Linked DNA regions of Rattus norvegicus: region 1 is linked to region 2. Evidence: chromatin contacts called from public Hi-C data. All regions are on one chromosome and are shown on one strand. Each heading gives the region's core, a stretch centred on a gene start, on an enhancer-like site or on the middle of the called end of the contact. The rest is flanking DNA. Distances are from core to core; before and after follow the strand shown.

Region 1 (7,155 bases), core at 4,090-6,589, 150 kb before region 2:
GCCACGAAGCCCATGATGCTAACTAAGAAGAAATAGCCATACGGCATCCAATAATCCACTCCATTTCCCTGCTCTGAAATACTGACATCATTTCCCCCACTCTCCCTCCTTCCCTGCCTTGTTTTTTCCTTTCCAATCATGGTATTTTCCAGTCCTGTGGCTATCAAACAGGAGAAACCATCCATAGAGGTATCCTTTCTCGTCTCCAGGTAGTCAGTTAATCAATCAGTCAAATCTTTGGAATAGTCTCAGTAGTCAGGGTCAGATACAGCAACTACCAGCATCAGATAGGAAGCAACACGTTCTCGATGCTTGACAGTAAGTACCACCCTGAAGCAGTTTGCGTCAGCTGGCAAGGATGCACCTCTCTCCTACCCTAAGAGTCCTTCAAGTCTATGGTTTACAACCGTAGTCCCTAACGCAACCACCACTCTTCAGCCCTACTTCATCATTTAATTCATAGCAATCTTCTTTTTAGAGTGTAACTTATTACTCATTCTTTGTGAATTTCATCCACATATACACCGTCTCATGCCACATCCCTCTCCCAAACTCATGTTTCTTCTTATAGGCCATTGTCTTAGTTATTTTTCTATTGCTGTAACAAAAACACCACAACCAAGGCAACTTATAAAAGAAGTGATGTTAATTTCAGACTTGGAGAGCTGAGCTTGTAATGGCAGATCAAAGGCATGGTGGAATGGTGGTGTGGGGGCAGGAACATCTGAGATCTTAGAAAAGCTGACTACCTGCAAGAGTCTTCAACTGCTCAGTGCCTCAGCCTAGGGTTTTTGTGAGCCACGTCCCATCTATCCTCCATTTTGACTGGCCTGATTATGGACAAGCAACCATAGCCACTATCTCACAGCAATCTCATTCGTCTTTCTCTTCTTCCAGATTCATGATGTGTGGATTGGGCCTGATGAGGCCACTGGGCTTTCGTGGAAAACACTTTGACCTGCTGAGCGATCTTACAACCCCTTTTGCTGTTTTGGTGGTTAAAACAGTCCCATCCCCATGTCACATCTTCAGTGCTTTCTTCACAGCTCTTGAGGTCTGTCTTTGCGGTTTCTGTGAAAATAATCAGTTCTTTCTTTGGATGTGTTAATTTCAAATATTAAGGGTACTTATGGTACAAATTTCAGGAGAGCTTACAATAAAAATTAATTTCCTTATTTCTTTCTCTAAACCATCACTTTTTACTTGCTAGATAAAATATTCGAGAATACATTAATATATTTGTTTGTAGATTTTTCCTTCCAGTTTATAACGGAACTTAGAGCATAGAGTTGTCATGTGACCCCTAATAGAATTTCATCAATAATACAATAAGAGACCAATAAGATCATATTGAAACTGAAGATCTTCCTACTCATGACATTGTAGCATAATATATATACACATATATACATATATACATACATATATACATAAATACATATATACATGTATACACATGTACATGTATATATACATATATATGCACATATACATATATAATATATACATATATACATATATATGCACATATACATATATACATATATACATAACTGCAATGTGCTATTCATGTGTTTTTAGTAATACTGGTTGTCTTAGGGTTTTACTGCTATGAACAGACACCATGACCAAGGCATGGTATCTTAAATAGAACAATATTTAATTGGAGCTGGCTTATAGGTTCTGAGGTTCAGTCCATCCATCAAAGAAACTAGCTTATTACCGTAAAATTCAGTATTATGCAAATTCTCGGGACATGATTCATTGCAAGAAAAGAATTAGAATGGACCCTAGCCCCGTTGCTGTTAGAGCTCCTGCTCTCCTTTGAAACCATGGGACAGCTTACCATTTCTGGATTTTTCTTACCTTCAAGTCTATGCTGGACATTCTTGGCTCCCAAGATAAAGACCCAATACACTCTGTTCACATCTTCCAAGGGCTTTTGCTAAGCCCAAAATTTCAAACTGTTTCACATACTTCCCACAACTCAGTCCCAAAGCCAGGTTTAATCAACTCCATGACCCTACTTCCAGGACCAATTTCTGGCTCTTTTCTTTTCTGTTACTATAATAAAATGCCCCACAAAAGAAACATATTTTGTCTTACAGTTCCAGAGGGGAGAGAATGATCATGCAAGAATGAGGCCAGTCTATCACGCTACATTATCAGGAAGCGGGATCACCTCAATGATGCACTTCATTTCAGCAAGGTTCTACCACATAAATGTGCCATAGCCTTTCTGTAAACCAAAAATGCTTATAGAACAAGTATGTTTAAAACGTATTTTTGTGTGACTCTGCTATGTATTTGTATTTTAAGCTAAGTGATGTTAGGTTGTGGACATGAATCAAGAGGCTGAGGGGCATATTTAACACACCAAAATGGTTCTCCCAGGGGCTGGATGAGCTTCCCCTCCCCCAGAAACTCTTTCCTATATAATCCAGACATTTTGCATCCCCTCTGTCCCTCCCTCTCTCTCATTCTCTTTGCCTCTCCTTCTCCTCTTTGCATTTTTTCTCTCTCTGACATGCTCTTTATCTCTTTCTCTTCTCCTCCCCTTTGTCTCCCTCATCATGTAAATTTCCTTGGGAACAGTGAGCTCGCCCAAGAGCTGTTTCCCAACAAACCTGACTTTATATACTTTAATCTGCCTTGAATTGGATCATTTCATCTATGGGCAATCATTTATCAAGTATTACTACGAGAGTCCAAACATTTTTTTAATTTAAAGTTTATAAAATAAATTTTTTACAGCATGTGAAAGCTAATTATCACAAAAGACAGAAAAGATTTAAAAATAGTTTAGTGTGCTGCCCCTCCACTTATCTGCCATTTGGGGTATGGGCAAAGGAGAGACGTCCTCCCTCACCAATCACCCCTTGCCACCTAGGCCAGGCAGGCGATTAAGTTCAGGCGGTCACGAGAGCAGAAAAGCTGGCTTTCCCCCTCACCAACTGCAGCTTTCAAGAAAGCAGGCCCTGCATCTTGCCTGGGCAGCACAGTAGATCTGAGCCTGGTGGCAGAGTTGAGGCTGAGCCAGCCCCCAGGGCGAGGGAGTGTGCTGGTTCTGCCCCTTGACTGCTGCAGTGTTGGGTGAAATATCCACCTCGGTGCTGCTGGAGAATTCACCCTGTGAGTGAGGGAACTTTGTGGGCCTCCGCTGTCAGCTCAGGCCCAGATCCAGGCCTTTGAGTTGGTCTACCCTAATGCCTACCCCATCTATGAACTGCTAGAGTGTGTGAAGGGGCTGGTCCTGCAGATCCAAAGCTGTAGGATCTCCATGACACAAGGCAACATCAGGATATCTGAGAGGAGTCCTGGTGGAGATCCAGTGTTGATAGTAACAGACACATGACTCATTGCAATGAACATCTGCAAGTAAAGAAGTGAGAACAAAAGCATATGTGGTAGGACACACTGTGACACACTACAGCTTCCAGAATGAGTTTGCCCCCTCCCCAACCCAGGAAGGTAGCAAGAAAGAGGGAGAGTATGAACGGACTGGGAGATGAGTGGGATTGGGGTGCATGATGTGAAATTCACATAAAAACAATCAATAAAACGTTAAATAATAATGCTTTACTGTGGCCGTGTGTACAGCATGTAAAAGGTCTCCAGTAGTGTACAAGAGGCTCTAGGCCTCCACATTCAGCTCCCACTCACTCCCTGATTTACCCAGAGTAGCAATCCTGCCAGCACCTTGCTTACTAAGTGCCTTTACAGATATGCTTTCTTAAATCCTTTGTACTGTGTTTACACTGTGTCTGTTCTGTGGCTAGTCTGTGTCTTTTCTATACATAATTTTGAGTTACAATTGCATACAATATTCAGGGCAATAACAAGTTGTACACATTCGTACTCTAGGCATAGTAGACTACACCATTTACCTAGATGTGGAGCAGACCATATGGCATGTAGGTTGTATAATTAATTTCCTTAGATACTATGAGTACTGATTTAAGATATGCATAGCTATTAAAATACAATGTTTTATCTTTTTTCGGTTTTTAAGATGTTTAGCAATTTTCTTCCTTCCTTCCTTCCTTTCTTTTTTATAAAGGACAGCATTTAAGTGGGGCTGGCTTACAGGTTCAGAGGTTCAGTGCATTATCATCAAGGTGGGAGCAAGGCAGCATCCAGGCAGGCATGGTGCAGGAGGAGCTAAGAGTTCTACATCTTCATTTGGGAATATTAGGAGCAAAACTTTTAATTCATTTGCTTACATTTTTAAAATGCTTTATGTGTTTATTAATTTTTAAAGTTAACATTAGAAAACGGTGGGTTTCATTTTGCCATTTTCATGTATATGTCATTATACTTTTTTCTGTATGTCCCCTTCTCCCTGTGTCCTTCTCTGTACCCCTTCTCAATTAGTCCCTCCCTACCCCAGACAGTGCTCCCTTGTGCTTTCTGGTCGCTCGTGTCCCATAACTCTCTGTTCCCCCAGTTCTTTAGATCTCTTCCTCCCCTACTCACCCTCTTCTGTCTAGTGTTCGCACAACCCCTGTTCAAGCATGCTTGCGTACACAGTAACTTTAATCTGGGTTCCGTATATGGGAGAAAGTGTGTAATATTTGTCTTTCCAAGCTTGGCTTACTTCACTCCACATAATGATTTCCAGTTCCCTACATCTTTCTGCAAAATACTGTGATTTCATCTCTCTTCGTGGCTGAGTAACACTCCTTTATACGTTTGCCACATTTCTATATTCATTTTGTTGATGGACGTCTCGTCTGCCTCCACTAGTCTGTCTCGCTATTGTGTCTAGCGCAGCAATGAACACAGATGTGGATGTACTTCTGTGCTGTGTTCACTTAGTCTTCACTCTGTATCCAAGGGTGAGAGAGTTGGCTCATAACAGGAATTCTATTTTGAGGCAAGTTCTCCGTGTGTATCTGCGTCACCTGTAGACCACAGAGCTCTGCGACGCTGGGATTGTTCTGGGCGGCCACGCTCAGCTATTTTTAGTTCTTTTGCGAAACCTTAGTACTGATTGTTTCTATGATGTAAGCTTTTTATTCTGACAGCCCTGGCCCTGCTTCTTCGCCTCAGAAGCTTAGAGGATCAAGGCCCTCCCTGTCCCCAAAACACCTGAGATAGACTCAGGAACAACCCTAACACAACCCACATGCCTGATGGGAAACAGAACTGGACCAAAATCTTTGCCAAAAGGTTTTAGCGGTAACGAATCCCATCCTAAAAACCTTTTGGGCCCTTTCTTTGTTCTGATTTGGAAGGTGGCCCGAGAAAAAACAAGAGGTCGCTATAGGAACTGAGAGATTGACAAGAGCAGAAACTGAGACTCCACCTCCCTCGGGTGAGCAAGGTGCTGTTTGACCACATGGCCCTGCAGAAGCCGGACAGCAGGTGGCAGTAGAGAGACGAGCGTTCTAGGAGCCTGATGCCACCGCCAAAAGTCTTGGGCGTGATCTGCAAAGCTGGGCAGTGATAGCAGACTCGGTTTGGACTAAGGGCCCTGGAGAAAGAGCAGGACAAGAAAATACAATCCTCTTGTCAGGAGTCTGCCTCCAGGCCACCCATCGGAGGGACTACACTTCTCCACTCCCCACAGAAGCCATTTTGCTACTGTAAAGAAGAGTTTCCCTTTTTGTATCCTATTTATTCGTCCATTATCTTTATTTAAGGGTTCGCACATTCTTATTTTATTCTCTGAGTTGCAATCCAGCAATAGTTCTAAAGTCTCCATAACAGGTCTGGTGGTAAACTGCGTAACTCCAGCTACGGGGTGTTGGGAGCGCAGGGGAGGCTGAGGCAAGAAAATTGAAAATTCCAGACCTGCAGGTCTATATAGAGTGAGTTCAAGCCCGGACTAGATAAGTTATCAGGACCCTGTCTGAATAAAAGTTATGGCTGGGGAATTTGTCTCAGTGGCAGAGCGTTTGCTCAGCTTGTACAAGGCCTTAGATTTGATTCTGAGCACCACCAAAGAGGGAAGAAAGGAAAAAAGAGGAGGAAGAGGAACGGAACTGAGGAAGATAGAAGAATATTTCCCGGGGGAGGGGGGACAGCAGAGGAGTCGTGGTAGAGTGGAATAGGAAGGGGACCAGCAAATCAGCCCGTAAGCATCACTCTCTTCCAGTCTGTTTCCTGGAGAAACAGTTTCCTGAAGAGCTCAGTACAGCTCTCTCTGAGGTTGACAGAGTCAGTTCTTGGAGTTGACTTCAGCAGAGAGCCAGCAGGCTTATTTTATCCAGTGCTTGGGTGAGGGATGCCTACAGGGAAGCCTAAATCCCTGGGTAATGAAGTTCATAAATGTGAAGAGTAGGCTTGAAGCACCCACACTTTGGGCTCCCTTCTTCTTGCGTGGTCTGTGAATTATATAGTGGGTATTCCGAGATTTTCTCCTAATATCCACTTATCAGTGAGTACATACCACGTGTGTTCTTTTGTGAATAGATTAACGCACTCAGGATGATGTTTTCTAGTTCCATCTATTTGCCTGCGATTTTCATGAAGTCATTGCTTTTAATAGCTGAGTAGTACTCCATTGTGTAAATGTACCACATTTTCTGTATCCATTCCTCTGTTGAGGGACATCTGGGTTCTTTCCAGTTAGTGTTGGGAGCTCCCTCATAGAAAAAGGGAGAGAGGGGATGGGATAGGAGGTTTGGGGAGGGGAAACAGGGAAGGTAGAAAACATTTGAAATGTTTGAAATGTAAATTAAAAAAAATCAATGAAAAAATTAACAATCAGAAGAAAAGTAGAGGATCTGACTCCCTCTTCTGGCCTCCACGGGCACTGTGCACGTACGATACACAGACATCCGTGCAAACAAAACTCATACACATAAAAAGAAAACTAAAATAAAATTACAGGGAAATGTCTAAAAGGATGAGGAGTAGCATAAACCCGATAAAACGGTCCTGTTCAGAACCTTTTGGATTATTCTCTCTGGACCTGTGGAGTTTTTATTTCCAAGGAGATGAGACCTAGGTTTACAGATGTGGCTCACTGGTCTGACTCTCAACAGCTGGCAACACCAGCTTTCTTCCTCTCAGGGTGCATGAGGATCAGTGCCCATCACTTTGACTGCCGTTGAGTTCAAATGCTGTGTGCAACACAGGCACTGCTGTGCTGTGTTTGTGCTATGTGTGCTGCACGTGCAGTGGTGTAAGCTCATTGGGACACAAAAC
Region 2 (6,745 bases), core at 524-3,023:
AAGCAACACTAGAGATAATCTGATGGCGAGAGGCAAGCGCAGGAACCCAAGCAACAGAAACCAAGACTACATGGCATCATTGGAGCCCAATTCTCCCACCAAAGCAAACACAGAATATCCAAACACACCAGAAAAGCAAGATCTAGTTTCAAAATCATATTTGATCATGATGCTGGAGGACTTCAAGAAAGACATAAAGAACTCCCTTAGAGAACAAGTAGAAGCCTACAGAGAGGAATCGCAAAAATCCCTGAAAGAATTCCAGGAAAACACAATCAAACAGTTGAAGGAATTAAAAATGGAAATAGAAGCAATCAAGAAAGAACACATGGAAACAACCTTGGACATAGAAAATCAAAAGAAAAGACAAGGAGCTGTAGATACAAGCTTCACCAACAGAATACAAGAGATGGAAGAGAGAATCTCAGGAGCAGAAGATTCCATAGAAATCATTGACTCAACTGTCAAAGATAATGTAAAGCAGAAAAAGCTACTGGTCCAAAACATACAGGAAATCCAGGACTCAATGAGAAGATCAAACCTAAGGATAATAGGTATAGAAGAGAGTGAAGACTCCCAGCTCAAAGGACCAGTAAATATCTTCAACAAAATCATAGAAGAAAACTTCCCTAACCTAAAAAAAGAGATACCCATAGGCATACAAGAAGCCTACAGAACTCCAAATAGATTGGACCAGAAAAGAAACACCTCCCGTCACATAATTGTCAAAACACCAAACGCACAAAATAAAGAAAGAATATTAAAAGCAGTAAGGGAAAAAGGTCAAGTAACATATAAAGACAGACCTATCAGAATCACACCAGACTTTTCGCCAGAAACTATGAAGGCCAGAAGAGCCTGGACAGATGTCATACAGACCCTAAGAGAACACAAATGCCAGCCCAGGTTACTGTATCCTGCAAAACTCTCAATTAACATAGATGGAGAAACCAAGATATTCCATGACAAAACCAAATTTACACAATATCTTTCTACAAATCCAGCACTACAAAGGATAATAAAGGGTAAAGCCCAAAATAAGGAGGCAAGCTATACCCTAGAAGAAGCAAGAAACTAATCATCTTGGCAACAAAACAAAGAGAAGAAAAGCACACAAACATAACCTCACATCCAAATATGAATATAACAGGAAGCAATAATCACTATTCCTTAATATCTCTCAACATCAATGGCCTCAACTCCCCAATAAAAAGACATAGATTAACAAACTGGATACGCAATGAGGACCCTGCATTCTGCTGCCTACAGGAAACACACCTCAGAGACAAAGACAGACACTACACCTCAGAGTGAAAGGCTGGAAAACAACTTTCCAAGCAAATGGTCAGAAGAAGCAAGCTGGAGTAGCCATTCTAATATCAAATAAAATCAATTTTCAATTAAAAGTCATCAAAAAAGATAAGGAAGGACACTTCATATTCATCAAAGGAAAAATCCACCAAGATGAACTCTCAATCCTCATCTTCGGTTGGTTTATATACAAGTGTGCAATTCCTAGGCTTGAAAGTAAAATGATGCTATCTGGTGCTGGATAGAGGAGCCTTATTTTTTATTATGGCAGCTTGCTATTTTCGTAACATGGTTATTTGGTTGAACACAATAAAGTACAGTAGTAACTGGAAAAAAAAAAAAAGACTCCAACAAACGTCAGGAGCCAGATGCAGAGGCAAGCATCTGTGATCCCTGCCCTTATACAGCAAGGTAGCAGGCAGGGCTAGGGATCGTCCAGAAGCTCAGGGGCCGGCTGGCCCAGCAGCAGGAAGAGAGGTTCTTCCTGACCAAGTGAGAACTGATCTCCACAAATAAACAAGTGCAAGGTAAATGTCTACTGAGAGATGGAAAGGAGAAACTCAGAGAGTCACTAATTCATTCTCCGCCCAGACAGAAATCTCCACAAGCCTTGCTTTCCAAGTATTGACTTTCCCATCTAAATGCATGAAGAAAAAGCAAGGTGCCTTCCGTGGCTTCACTAATCTTTGTAACAAAGGTCACCCACAGTTCACCCTAAAAAGTATCTAAATTTAGAGATTTGCTACTGGAGCAAAACGTCCATGCACCAGTAATAGAACAAGACAGGCTTTCCAAAGTATGCCAGGTATGTGCTTGCAATGCTGTCACTGCGGGACCGGGCTCTGTGCCTGTGTGCTGGTGACCTGGGAGACCTCAGCCTTTTCTAGGCCAGTTACAGAGTGATCTAGAACTGCAAGCAAATAGACATGGCTTTTCACACACATTGAAAAGAAACACTCAGGGGCTTGAGGTGTAAGCCCAGGGACAGATACCCCACCAGCATTTGTGTTACCGTAAATTTGGTCCTCCAGCACTCAGCATTATGAATAACGAATAAATAAAACTGTTATTTCAGTACTTCATACATGCACATAATAGGTCTTTTTATGTCAAATTATTACTAGAAGAAACACAGATCTCTTCAACCTCTGACCCTCTGACCTGTGTTCTACAGCTCAGAGTCAACCCTGGTTTAAGCTGTCACGTCACCTTTGTGTGAGGATACTATAGGGGCAGAAACACACTTTCATACACCTTTAGGGGTCAGGACTCTCATTGGGTGTTCAGAGGGCAAGCTTGTGTTTGTTCATTTGTTTTGTTTTTGATTAAATTGGCTTTAGTGTAACAACATCTACAGATCAGCTGTTTATTGCTTCATTGTAGTTTCCCAAAACATTTTTTAAGATTTATTAATTTATTATATACAAGTACACTGTAGCTGTCTTCAGACACACCAGAAGAGGGCATCAGATCTCCTTCAAGATGGTTGTGAGCCACCATGTGGTTTCTGGATTTGAACTCAGGACTTCTGGAAGAGTAGTCAGTGCTCTTAACCACTGAGCCATCTCTCCAGCCCCCCAAAACATTTTAAATTATAGTTTTCAGAAGGGATATTGAAAGCCTATTTCCATGATACTAATGTATCAGTCCATGATACTAGTGAATCAATCCATGATACTAGTGTATCAGTCCATGATACTAGTGAATCAATCCATGATACTAGTGTATCAGATTACCTTTCTTCCAGCTATTTATGATCTTTCTCAATATTTCTAAATACAGTCTAGTTTTATGATAAATTATATTTCCCCACCTGAAAGAGTAAACCCTCTTCCCCACAATATCCTTTGTGCAAGAAGGAATGTATAATATAGAATAACAAGTCTAAAGAGGATCTTCTGAAGCCTGGGTACCTGAAGGTGGGCACATGTCTACAAAACCAGCACATGGGACTGAGGGAGGAGGAGTGCTGAGTTTTAAGATCAGCCTAACAATAAAATAAATGAAGACTATTTTAAAAGCCAGGCAAGGTGGCTCATGTCTATAACCCCAGCACTTGAGAAGCTGAGACAAGAGAATTGCCACAAGTTTAATGCCAGCCTGGGCTTCATAGTGAGTTCAAGGTCAGCCTAGGCTACAGAGAGCAACCCCATCTCAGTATCAAAACCAAACAAACAAAATAGGATCCTGAGAGGCAAGTTTCATAAAACCTTTGTCCTCTAGCCATCCGATGCTTACATTTACCTTGAGTTGCACCTATAGTTAGCATATGCTTATTTCCGTGAATTCTTTTAGCTTTCATTTCTGAGTTTCTTCCTTAAAACTTGCTTTTCCAAGTCAGTATAAGAGATAGTACATCTCTTTTAACTGTCCCTTTACTTTCTTCTTTATAACTCCTGTTCCTAAAGTACAGGACAAATCATAGAAGGAAGAAACTATATAAGAGGAGCTAGAAAGGTGGCTTAGTAGTTAAGACCATGCAGTGTCCTTGCAGGGGACCAGGGTAGGTTCTAGCACTTGCCTTGGACTAGGGGATCCTCTGCCTTCTTCCTGGCCTCTGTGGGCCCCAGCACTAATGTGGTACACATGCAGATCCTCAGGCACATAAACGTATACGTAATGAATTAGTGAGAGAAAGAATGCTGCTGACCATTCCTGATTGTTGTTAAATACTCAGTATATCCCAAGTACTGCACATCTGCTTTTTTTTCTTATTTAATCCTCATAAGTATGCAAATTAGACACTTTTAGCTTAATTTTATTTTTATATTTTAAGTGTTTTTATATTTTAAATATCTATTTTTTGGTTTGGTTAGGGTCTTGCTATGTAATCTAGGCTGGCCTCAAACTCCTGATTTTCCCGTCTCGACCTCCTCAGAACTGAGATTAAAAGTGTGAACCGCCACTCCCAGACTTATCCTCATTTTGAAGTTGAGAAAATAGTGAGTACTAAGATTCAAAACCAAACCTCTGACTATATAGCAGGACTGCAAACACCGAGTATACAACTGACAAAGTGCTGGGCTTACGTAATGGGATAACAAAAGCAACATGACGGACGTAGGGTGAGCTCTGGGCTATCTGGTGTGGGAACTTTCTGAGATCTCGAGGAGAACTTCAAAGAGGTTGTGCTCCTTCAGGTGGATGCCTAGACAGAGCCTCTCATGAGCACAGCATCAGCTGAGGTGACAGAATGAGTCCTGGGTCTGGAGGCTGCTGCTCAAGCTTTAATCATCACAGTTTCTGAAGGAAGTTGGTGAGACTTTTCAAGAACAGAAGGGGAGGCCCTTCTTGTTTAGCTCCTCTCCTTCATGATAGCTGCAGGATTCATGGAATGACTGTCGTCTAAGCAATCAAAGGACCACAAGTGGACAAGACAAATTCTTAGAATCTGTTGGGATCTTCAAGGAGAAGAGTGCCAAGCATAACAGGTCAAGCCGAAGTCCATACATGCCTTTACAGGGCATTGGAGCAAGAGTCTGGAGCCAGGAACGTGAATCTATACAGACTCTGTGGTGGTTTGAATGAAAATGACTCCTATAGACTCATACATTTGAATGCTTGGTCCTTAGTTAGTGGAACTATTTGTAAAGGATTAGGAGGTGTGGCCTTGTTGGAGGAAAGGAGGGCTTTGAAGTTTCAAAACCCAAGCCAGAGCCACCCAGGCAATTAATTATTCAGAGTTTCCACACATACACTCCTCTCTCTGCCTGCAACTTGCAGATCAGATATGAGCTCTTAGCTACTTTCCCAGCACCCTGCCTAGCTTGCCTGCCACCATATCCCCTGCCATGATGATCATGAATCAAGCTTCTAAAACTGTAAGGAAGTTCTCAAAGTACGGCAGCTCACAACTGTCTATAACTGTAGTCCCGTGGGATCCGATGCCCTCTTCTCGTGTGCAGGCATACATTCAGACAAAACACCCATATACCTAAGACATAAACAAATAACCCTTTTTAAAAATAAGAATGAATAACGGCAGAGGGAGATAACATCATCAAACTGGGCACTCACACGTCCCGGAGAAACCAACTGGGGAAGTTGAGGCGGTCAGTCAGCGGGAGTTCCAGTCAGCCGGAGTTCCAGCGTCAGCCTCTATCCATGAATGAGCTTCCTGTGGCTGAACTTCCAACTTCTTTTTCCCACTCTTAACCTCTCTTGGAAGTGACTCACTTTCTAGCTGTTTTCAAGGGCACAATGATTCTTATGTTTTACTTTCGGGCTGTTTTTACTGTTCTCTTCTCTCCCTGCCACAGAGTCAGGGAACTTCATCCTCAGATAAGGGACCTCGGAGGACACTTTAGACAAACATCCGTGGGCCCGAGTTGGGAGGGAAGGAACACCACTTCCAGTGCCAGCTTCTTGGTAAGCTCAAACAGCGCAAAGCAATTTACCAGTGCAAGCAACCCTGGTTCCATCTGCAGCACCGCATAGGCTGGACACGGCAGCGTATCCTCAGAATCCTAGTGCTCAAAGTGCTGCCTTCAGGAGGCAGAACGGTCAGAAGTTCAATGCTGTCCTCAGCTATGTTGCCATTAGAGCCCATGCCTTCTGAGTGCCGGACCCCAAGCTGCCATCAAGGCACAGCATATCCAACCCCACTATCATCTACAAGTTCAAGGTTATTTGACTGCTGGCATATTTCGTGGGTCACATTAACCAAGCCATCCCTCCCTACCCATAGAAAGAGTGACCTCGTGACCTTGTATAGTCCAAGTTACATAAGCCCTATTATTCTGCCTTGTTCATTTAGCATAGGCCACATATCAACTAAGCCAACTTCTTACAATGTAAGATGCTCCTTACTCAGAAATCTTTAAGAGTACACACCTTGCTTCTTACCTTGAATGAAACCAAGGTTCTAACTTTGGGCTCTACTGCTTGCTGCATCATTAATAAAATGCCTGCCTGAAAAATGAATGGGTTCAGCATCTCTCTCTCTCTCTCAAACCCCACCTTCCAAAAAAAAACCCTATCGATAGTGAGTTGGAGGTCAGCCTCAGAAAGGCCCTGTTTTGAAACCTAAATAGGGGCTGGGGATTTAGCTCAGTGGTAGAGCGCTTACCTAGGAAGCGCAAGGCCCTGGGTTCGGTCCCCAGCTCCGGAAAAAAAGAGCCAAAAAAAAAAAAAAAAATGAAACCTAAATAGAGGACTTGAAGTGGTGGGCCCATTGGTTTTTTTTGTTTTGTTTTGTTTTTTTCCCCAGGGCTGGGGATTGAACCCAGGACCTTGTGCTTCCTTGGCACCTTGTGCTTCCTAGGCAAGTGCTCTACCACTGAGCCAAATCCCCAACCCCGGTGGGCCCATTGTTAAAAACGCTGGTTTCTAGGTTAAAGCACTGGCTGTTTTACTAGAAGATGAAGTCCAGAATCCCAGCGTCCTACACGGTGGCTCACACCCTCTGTAACTAACTCCAGTTCTAGGGAAACCT

The links. A called contact is a pair of places that touch in the nucleus more often than the background predicts.
Region 1: a contact with region 2 is called in a Hi-C map of hepatocytes, with 4 times the contacts expected there. The contact joins two enhancer-like sites. A contact is called at or near these places in 10 of 12 Hi-C or Micro-C datasets (the A7r5 cell line, the Rat2 cell line, frontal cortex and 6 more) and 1 of 1 datasets of contacts at active chromatin or transcription factors (oligodendrocytes).

The regions. Positions count from the first base shown.
Region 1 is chr11:94,535,620-94,542,774 of GRCr8, reverse strand. The region is part of intron 1 of LOC120095700 (a long non-coding RNA gene); the gene reads right to left. Among named protein-coding and RNA genes, the nearest start is that of Mir6323, 17 kb to the left of the region's middle. Within about 2 kb of position 5,339, at least 12 of the 93 cell types and tissues checked have an H3K27ac peak or open chromatin away from gene starts, as enhancers often do.
Region 2 is chr11:94,383,604-94,390,348 of GRCr8, reverse strand. No RefSeq gene overlaps it. Among named protein-coding and RNA genes, the nearest start is that of Klhl24, 4.9 kb to the right of the region's middle. Within about 2 kb of position 1,773, at least 5 of the 93 cell types and tissues checked have an H3K27ac peak or open chromatin away from gene starts, as enhancers often do.